Linked DNA regions of Sus scrofa: region 2 is linked to region 1. A link is a contact called in public Hi-C data. All regions are on one chromosome and are shown on one strand. The core of a region is the stretch at or near the end of the contact, and the rest is flanking DNA. Distances in the headings are between cores, read along the strand shown.

Region 1 (3,597 bases), core at 792-3,291:
TCCAATTTTTTTTTTTTTTTTTAGGGCTGCACCTGAGGCATATGAAAGTTCCCAGGCTAGGGATCGAATCAGACCTGCAGCTGCCAGCTTAATGCCACAGCCACAGCAATACAGGATCCAAGCTGTGTCTGTGACCTATACCACAGCTCATAGCAACACCGGATCCTTAACCCACTGAGAGGGGCCAGGGATTGAACCCACATTCTCATGGATTCTAGTCAGGTTCATAACCCACTGAGCTACGATGGGAACTCCAATATTTGTTGATTGACCATCCTGAGTGAGCCCAGAAGGGATATGGGGCAAGAAGTACACAATTCTCATGCCACCCCCACCCTCCAGGAGGAGCAGGACCCCTGCACACACATATCCAGTGTACACAATATATACTTGGTGTATACCCGGGCCCAGTCAGGCCCTCTCACAGGAGAACTTTGGGGAACCAGAAGATTTGGGGGTCAGAAGGTAGTGAGTTCAATTTCACTATACCAACTACAGAAGTTGATTTGTTTTTCTTTTGCTTGTGGCCAACCTCAAGCATTATTATTCATCCATTCTACCACTCACTGTTGAACACCTACTGTATGCCCAGGCCTGTGTGCTAGTGAAGATTTGGGGCCATCCCTCCTCACCTCTGAGCTGACAAGACTCTCATGGGGGATGGGAAACCACCACAGGAATACAGAAGCCAGCTTTAGGTCAATGTCATAATTTTTCCTTTAAGTCGACTGATCCCTTTTCTGTTTTTACTTCAGTAAATATATTTGAAAAGGGAAGCTTCGAGTCACCACCAGGAATGGAAAACCAAGTTTCTCTTGCCATAAATAGAAGGAAACTGAAAAAACGATGAAACGAGAGCAAAACCCAGGCATTCCCTCCTCAGGGACACTCAGGGCCAGGCCTGGACCGCTAATGTTCCAGTGTCCAGAAACCATTAAAGTCAGGGAAGCCCCAAGCCAAGAAGAGTGGGGCGTGTGGGCCCAGAGGGCAGGAGGGGACACATGGACCCACACAGCTTTCCTGTCCCCAAGGGGAGGGCCCCAGCACACAGTAGGAGCTCTTTAATGTTCCCAGCCTTGGTGATGAGTACCTACAATGTGTAATGTGTGGGTTTTGCCTGTATCAGCCAGATTCCTCCCAAGGACCTTTGATACACTGACCCATTTTGGGGTACAGATGGAGGCAGTGGTGGTGGCAGACAATGGCCTGTCTGGGGAGGCTTCAGGTTGGTTAAGTGGAAGCTCCCACTTCCTCCTGAAGACCTTGGGACTGTCCCCACCCACGGTCCTGGTCCTGTGGGCCCCTGACATCCTTCCCAGGCTGCCTGGGTGGGATTGGGGAAGGGGGATGGTGAACCAATGGATACATTTATAATGAAATGAATGAAGATGATTTAGTGAAGTAATAATCAGATGCCTCTGTGCTGCCACAATGGAAGCCCATTCTTGACGTTGTTCCTTAAAAGCCCCAGAGCAGCACCGCAAAGAGGGACAACTGTCCCCATTTTTCGCATGAATAAACTGAGGTTCCAAGCAAAGAATGGCTCTGATCTTTGGAGGGTAGGCTGGAATCCAGGTGAATATCTACAGGCAGACGTGGGGGGTGGCGGTGTGTGAGCCAGGCTGGTGAAAAGGACAAGGGGCTGGACCTTGGGCCTGTGGGAGCCTTGTGAACAGGCACCTGATTGGCATCCCTACAGGATCCAGGCCCATACACTGGAGTAGATCGGATGGGGGCGAGGTGGCAGCGGAGGGAGCAGGGAGGCGGTGGCAGAGGGGCCCCCAGAGTGGGGAGGAGGCAGAGTCCGAGTTGGTTAGGAAGGAGCACCAAGGAAGGAGCAGTTTTGGGGGGCTCTCTACATGTGTGGTATAAATTAACGCCAGTTCTCCCCATCCTGGGCGTATGGGCGAGGAGACCCCCACTCCGAGGAACCCAAGGCCGCTCCTCAGAACTCGCAGCGAGTCATTGCCCACCCTCCTCCGCCCCTCCTCCTCCGCCCCCGCCGCCGCCGCTCCCTGGGAGGAAGTGGTGAGGATGCGGGGGAGGGCCCCCCATTCTCACTTCCCCTGGGGCAGGGCGGGGCCCGCAGGGTCCCCTCCCCTGCCGCAGGAATGGCGGGGCATGGGGTGGGGGTCTGGGAGCCGCAGTACCTGGGGCCCGGCCAGGTTTGGAGGGGCCCCTCTGGGTGACCTGTAAGTTTTCTAGGCTTCGACGGTTCTCATCTTCTCAGCGAATTGCTGGGTTGAGAGGACCCCGCCCGGGCCTGACGAGCGCCCCCCCCTACACCCCGCCACCGCCCTGGGGCGGGGAGACCCAGGCGGACAAGGACACGCCCAGCCCTGGAGGGGTCAGGGCCAGGACGCTGGGAGGGGTGTCGCAGTAAACACGGACTTGGATGGGGAGGGAGGCGCATTCCAGGCGCAGGCAAAGGCCCTAGAGGCTAGTCGGGGCCTCCCGTCTCGCCTGGTAGCCAGGCCTGCCCAGGACTTGTCTCACGTAGATCCCCACAGCCTGGCCCCTTCTCTGGCCGGGGTTGAGGAAAGAGAGGTAATTGGGGGTCTCGGCGCGGCCAGGGGCTGCGCAAGAGTTAACCCCGCGCAGCGGTCGGACCCAGTGGCGACGGGGGCGGGTGGCGTCAGCGCCGACGTCAAGGCGAGGCGGAGCGGGTTAGACGCCCGATGCCCCGGCCGCCCGGCCCGCGCCCCACGTCGCGTGGGAGACCGTGGGCGTAGTGGTGGGGAGGGTCCGCCCTAAGTTTCCCCGACGCTGCGCAAAGAGATGGAGAAACTGAGGCACCAAGAGGGGCGTGGCTTAACTGGGACAACCCAGCGCCTGTGGGCTCCAGGTCCCCGCTCGTCGGCCCGGGTCCCACAGGTCACCCTCTCGCACGCCGAGACCGCCCGCAGGGTTGCCTGGCTGGGACGAACTGGTATTTTGTTCTCCAGCACGCAGACAAAACCGCATAAATAGTCTCGGAGTTAGTCGCCACATCTACCTGGGCCCCAGTTTGCCCTCGGGACAATGGGGAGCGAGCCGACATTTACTGCGGGCGCAGAGCTCGGGCTTCGGGAGGGGTTGGGCGGGGATTCCCACCCCCGAGGGGAACCGAGAGCCCTGAGAGACGAGCTGGGGACACTAGCCAGGCGGGATTCGAATCCCCGGTGGGCTCCTGACCCCCCGGTTGGCTCCCGCCCCCGCTTACCTCCGGCCCCCTCTAGGCCCTCTCCCTGCATTTCTTCTCCCTTCCACTTCTCCCCCGCCTCGCCTATTCCCTCAACTCCTCTTCCCACCCCCATCCTCTCCCTTGCTTCGCCCTTCAGCCTCCCTCCCTTCCCCGCTCCCCTCTCATCCCCGCTCCCCCCTCCCCCGCTGCCTTCCTCGCCCCCACCCTCGCCGGTCGAGACCGCCCCGCGGGGCCGCTAATTAAATACAGGGCTTGGGGGGAGGGGGACGGCGCGCGATTAACTCCTTCCCTGCCGGGCCCTGAAATGCTGTTGCTGCTGGAGAGGAGGAATGTCCGCTGCCTAACTACCCTCAGCCCAGGACTTCAGGCCGCAAGACAAGCCCATTTGATGAATGGGTAGCTCAAGGCCAACG
Region 2 (3,597 bases), core at 698-3,197, 5.8 Mb before region 1:
CCCAGGGGAAGATTTGGGGTGGCACAGAATTCCCCGACTCAGGGCGGGGCTCAGAGGGGGTGGGGCACTCGCCACAAGTCCTTCTGAGCAGCTACAAACAGGGGAATGAAGTTCCCAGAGTCCAGGGTCTTCCTATGTCGACACACACACACATCATTCCAGAAGTATAAAGTGACCAAATTACAATGGGACACCCCTTCCGCATCACCCCTCTAGAAAACCCCCTTCATATCCCAGGACAAAGTCTCCTATCTGGAATCACCCTCCTCTTGTTATTAGTCCAATCAGGCATATGTTTAGAGGAAAGTGCCTCCTCCAAGCTGACCTCCAGGGATACCTGTGCCTCGCGCCCTGAGCCCACCCCTGTAAGCCATTCTGCTATTTCCCTGCATGTAGCTTGGACCACCTCAGTTCACTTAGCATTCCTCAGCCCAAGCCTGGAGGGTCCTCCTGGTGCTCTTGGCCCTCCATCTGGATCCCCAAAATTTGCCCCCACACACCCTGGTCCTGAGCTGGCCAATATACCCAGGGACAGCAGCCAAGAGGGATCAGAGCTCTCCAAACTGGCCAACTGATTCTTTGTAATGGCGGGGAGGGGTGAGAAGACAGGGCCAGGGTGAAGCCAGGCCAAGCGGTCAAGTGGCACAGGCCATACACACACACACACACACACACACACACACACACCCATTTGTTCATTCTTCAAATGTTCATCGAGTGCCTGCTGTGTGCCAGGTGCTGTTCTGGACACTGGAGATGCAGCAGAGAACAAGCCAGAAAAAAAAAAGCCCTCATGGGGCCCACATCAATGGGGGAAATACACACAGTAAACAGCTATAAAGATATATAGCCTATAGAGCTTGTTGAGTGGTACGTGTTGTGGGAATAGAATAGAAAGAGGCCAAGGAGATGAGGGGTAATGGGGTAGGGGCCAGGTCAAGAAAGGCTACCCTGAGGAAGGGGTGACATTTGAACATAGACTTATAGGAGATGAAGGAGAAACCAAGCCACATCTTCTTCTGGAGGAAGGAGTTCCAGGTGGAGAGGGAACGGCCAGTGCAAAGGCCCTGAGGCAGGACATTTCTGGAATATCTGAGAAGCATCAAGGAGACCAATACGATGGAGGGGGGAAGGAGCAGCATGGAAGAACCGAGTTTCAAATTTTTGCTCCCCAACTTCTTGCTGGATGTCTTTGGCTAAATGGTCACACCCCTCTGAGCTTCGGTTTCTTTCTCTGTAAAATGGACCTGAAAATGTGCCTTGTGTAGCTATTACGAGATTCTGAGATGAGATGTGCAATGTCCTGGCCCAGGGCCTGAGGCCGAGTAGAGGCTGGATAAGCATGTACATGTGGGTACAGCAGGTTTATCACCACACAGACCTGGGGTGGGGAAGCTAGGTTAAGGGACCCTGACAGACCCAGTTGCCCTGTAGGTCACCAGGGCTCATAGGCCGGGCGCCCGCCGGGCCCCATGGCAACACTGCACACAGAGACATCAAACAGGCCCTGCCGAGGAAGTCCCACGTCACTGTGGTTAGGGTGGCTCCTCCCAGCCCAGCCCCCGGCTGGCGCTGTGCTCTTCCTTGCCAGTCAGGGCCCCTGCCTCCCATCACCCTGGTGACATGCTGTGTTATGGACTGAGCAGAGATCCCACCACCTGCCTCCTCGGGAGGGCACCAGCCACTCCCCACATCCCGCAAAGGACATTATGCGGTAGCCCCAGTTCACTGCCACTAACTCTTTCATTTCACTGCCCCAAACTGGGGCTGGGAGCACCAGGAAAGCCCTTGCCTACCCACCTACCGTTCAGAAGGACCTAGAGGTTCTAGGGGATCAGTGGGGACCCCCAGTCAGGTGCCTGAAATCCCCAGGGCAGGGTCTGTCCAGGTGTTGCTCCTGGGCACTGGTGGGGTGAGTCAGATAGGAATAGCCCCCAGGCCTGGCCCAGCCCCCACCTGGGGACTGACTCACCACCCACCCAGAACCGGATGACATCAGAGCCTGGCCGGCCACCCTCACTTGGCACTGGGCCAGAATGGGGGCGCCCAAGAGGTGTCACATCTGGCTGCCCTCTCCCCTCTGATCGGGACCCGGCAGGCGCAGGGTTAAGGAGGGGCCCTCCTGGGGGTCTCCCCCCAATCCCATCTCCCCCTTTTCTCGGGGATTTCGGGCCCCAGCCCCTCTGACGTCACTGGGGGTTGCTATGGCAACTGGCCGAAGTTCCCAAATAAAATTACCGCGGGCGGGTTAAGTTTCCTAGGAGGCAGCCGACGGGTAAACAATGGCGGTGGCAGGCGGGGCCGGCGAGGGGCAGTCTCCCCCTCCCACCCCTCAGTCTGCTGGGACCCGGGGGTCCCCAGGGCGAGGAACTTGGTCCCCTCCACGCCCGGCCCCGAGAGCTCGTGAGCAACAGGGGACCTGGTGCGCAGATGGGGGACAGCGAGGCCACCGCCGAGATTGGGGGAGCCATGGGGGTGAGGGGGACCTCAGAAGGGAGGCTGGGTTGGCGGAGAACAAAGGGGGGACCTGAGGCCTGGGATCCTCCTTCTGCACACCCTGCCTCCCCCGCCCCGCCCCCGGCCGGCCGCCAGTCCAGCTGTGGCTGCTCCCAGCTGCCTGGCTCCCCACATCTGGCGGGCCGCGCACTCACTTCCTGTCGCCCCGGCTGCCTGGAGGGAGGTAAAAATAACCCTCCCCCTCCCCCTGCCGGCGGGAGCAGACGGCGGATCCTCCCGGCTTGGAGGAGGGAGAGGTCGAGCCGCCTCCTGGGAGAGGAGCACCCCCTCCCGCCGCCGCCCCCCCCCCAGGCAGACTCCCGTCCCGCCCACTGCCTCGGTGTCCTGGGAGGAGGGGCGCAAGTGGGGTGGTACAGATCCCAGGCTGCAAGGGGGGATGCTGGGGAATCTACTGCATTAGGAAGGGCTTTACCTGGGCCACCAGAAACCAAGGGAACCCTGGCGTCCAAGTTCCGCCGTGGAGGGAGTGGGGTGCCAGCTCTAATGTCTAGTGAACTGTAACCAACATGCCTAGGTTCCAATGGGGGTTTGTCACTCACTAACTATAAACAAGACACCAAAACAAAGCAAAACCAAAAAAACCCTCTCTGGGTCTCAGTTTACCTATCTGTAGAATAGAGATAATAGTAGTAGCCACTTCAAAGTATGTTTGCTCCATCATTTTATCTATTATCATTTTCCCATCCCAAGCCCCCCCCCCACACACACATCCTGGAGACCCTCAAGTACTGCCAGTTAAAAATACAGAACATTCCGAGTAGCCCTCATGGCCAGCTGAAATGAATAGGACTAGGAACCATGAGGTTGAAGGTTTGATCCTTGGCCTCACTCAGCTCCGTGGATCCCACGTGCGTTGTGGTGAGCTGTGGTGTGAGTCACAGACACAGCTCGGATCCTGTGTTGCTGTGGCTGTGGCTGGCAGCTGTAGCTCCAATTAGACTCCTAGCCTGGGAACCTCCATATACAGCGGGTGCGGCCCTAAAAAGCAAGAAAAAAAAAAAAATACAGAACACTCAGTTAAATTTGATTTTCAGATAAACAATGAATCATTTAGTATCAGTATGTCCCAAGCAATATTTG

What was found. Hi-C and Micro-C count contacts between places; a contact is called where the count stands out from the background.
Region 2: a contact with region 1 is called in a Hi-C map of subcutaneous adipose tissue, with 1.9 times the contacts expected there. The contact joins two enhancer-like sites. A contact is called at or near these places in 2 of 47 Hi-C or Micro-C datasets (mesenteric adipose tissue and subcutaneous adipose tissue).

Annotation. Positions count from the first base shown.
Region 1 is chr2:59,522,990-59,526,586 of Sscrofa11.1, reverse strand. No RefSeq gene overlaps it. Among named protein-coding and RNA genes, the nearest start is that of JUND, 6.2 kb to the left of the region's middle. Within about 2 kb of position 2,041, at least 78 of the 83 cell types and tissues checked have an H3K27ac peak or open chromatin away from gene starts, as enhancers often do. A contact at or near this core is called in mesenteric adipose tissue and subcutaneous adipose tissue, where this site is marked.
Region 2 is chr2:65,297,836-65,301,432 of Sscrofa11.1, reverse strand. No RefSeq gene overlaps it. Among named protein-coding and RNA genes, the nearest start is that of MIR23A, 8.5 kb to the left of the region's middle. Within about 2 kb of position 1,947, at least 66 of the 83 cell types and tissues checked have an H3K27ac peak or open chromatin away from gene starts, as enhancers often do. A contact at or near this core is called in mesenteric adipose tissue and subcutaneous adipose tissue, where this site is marked.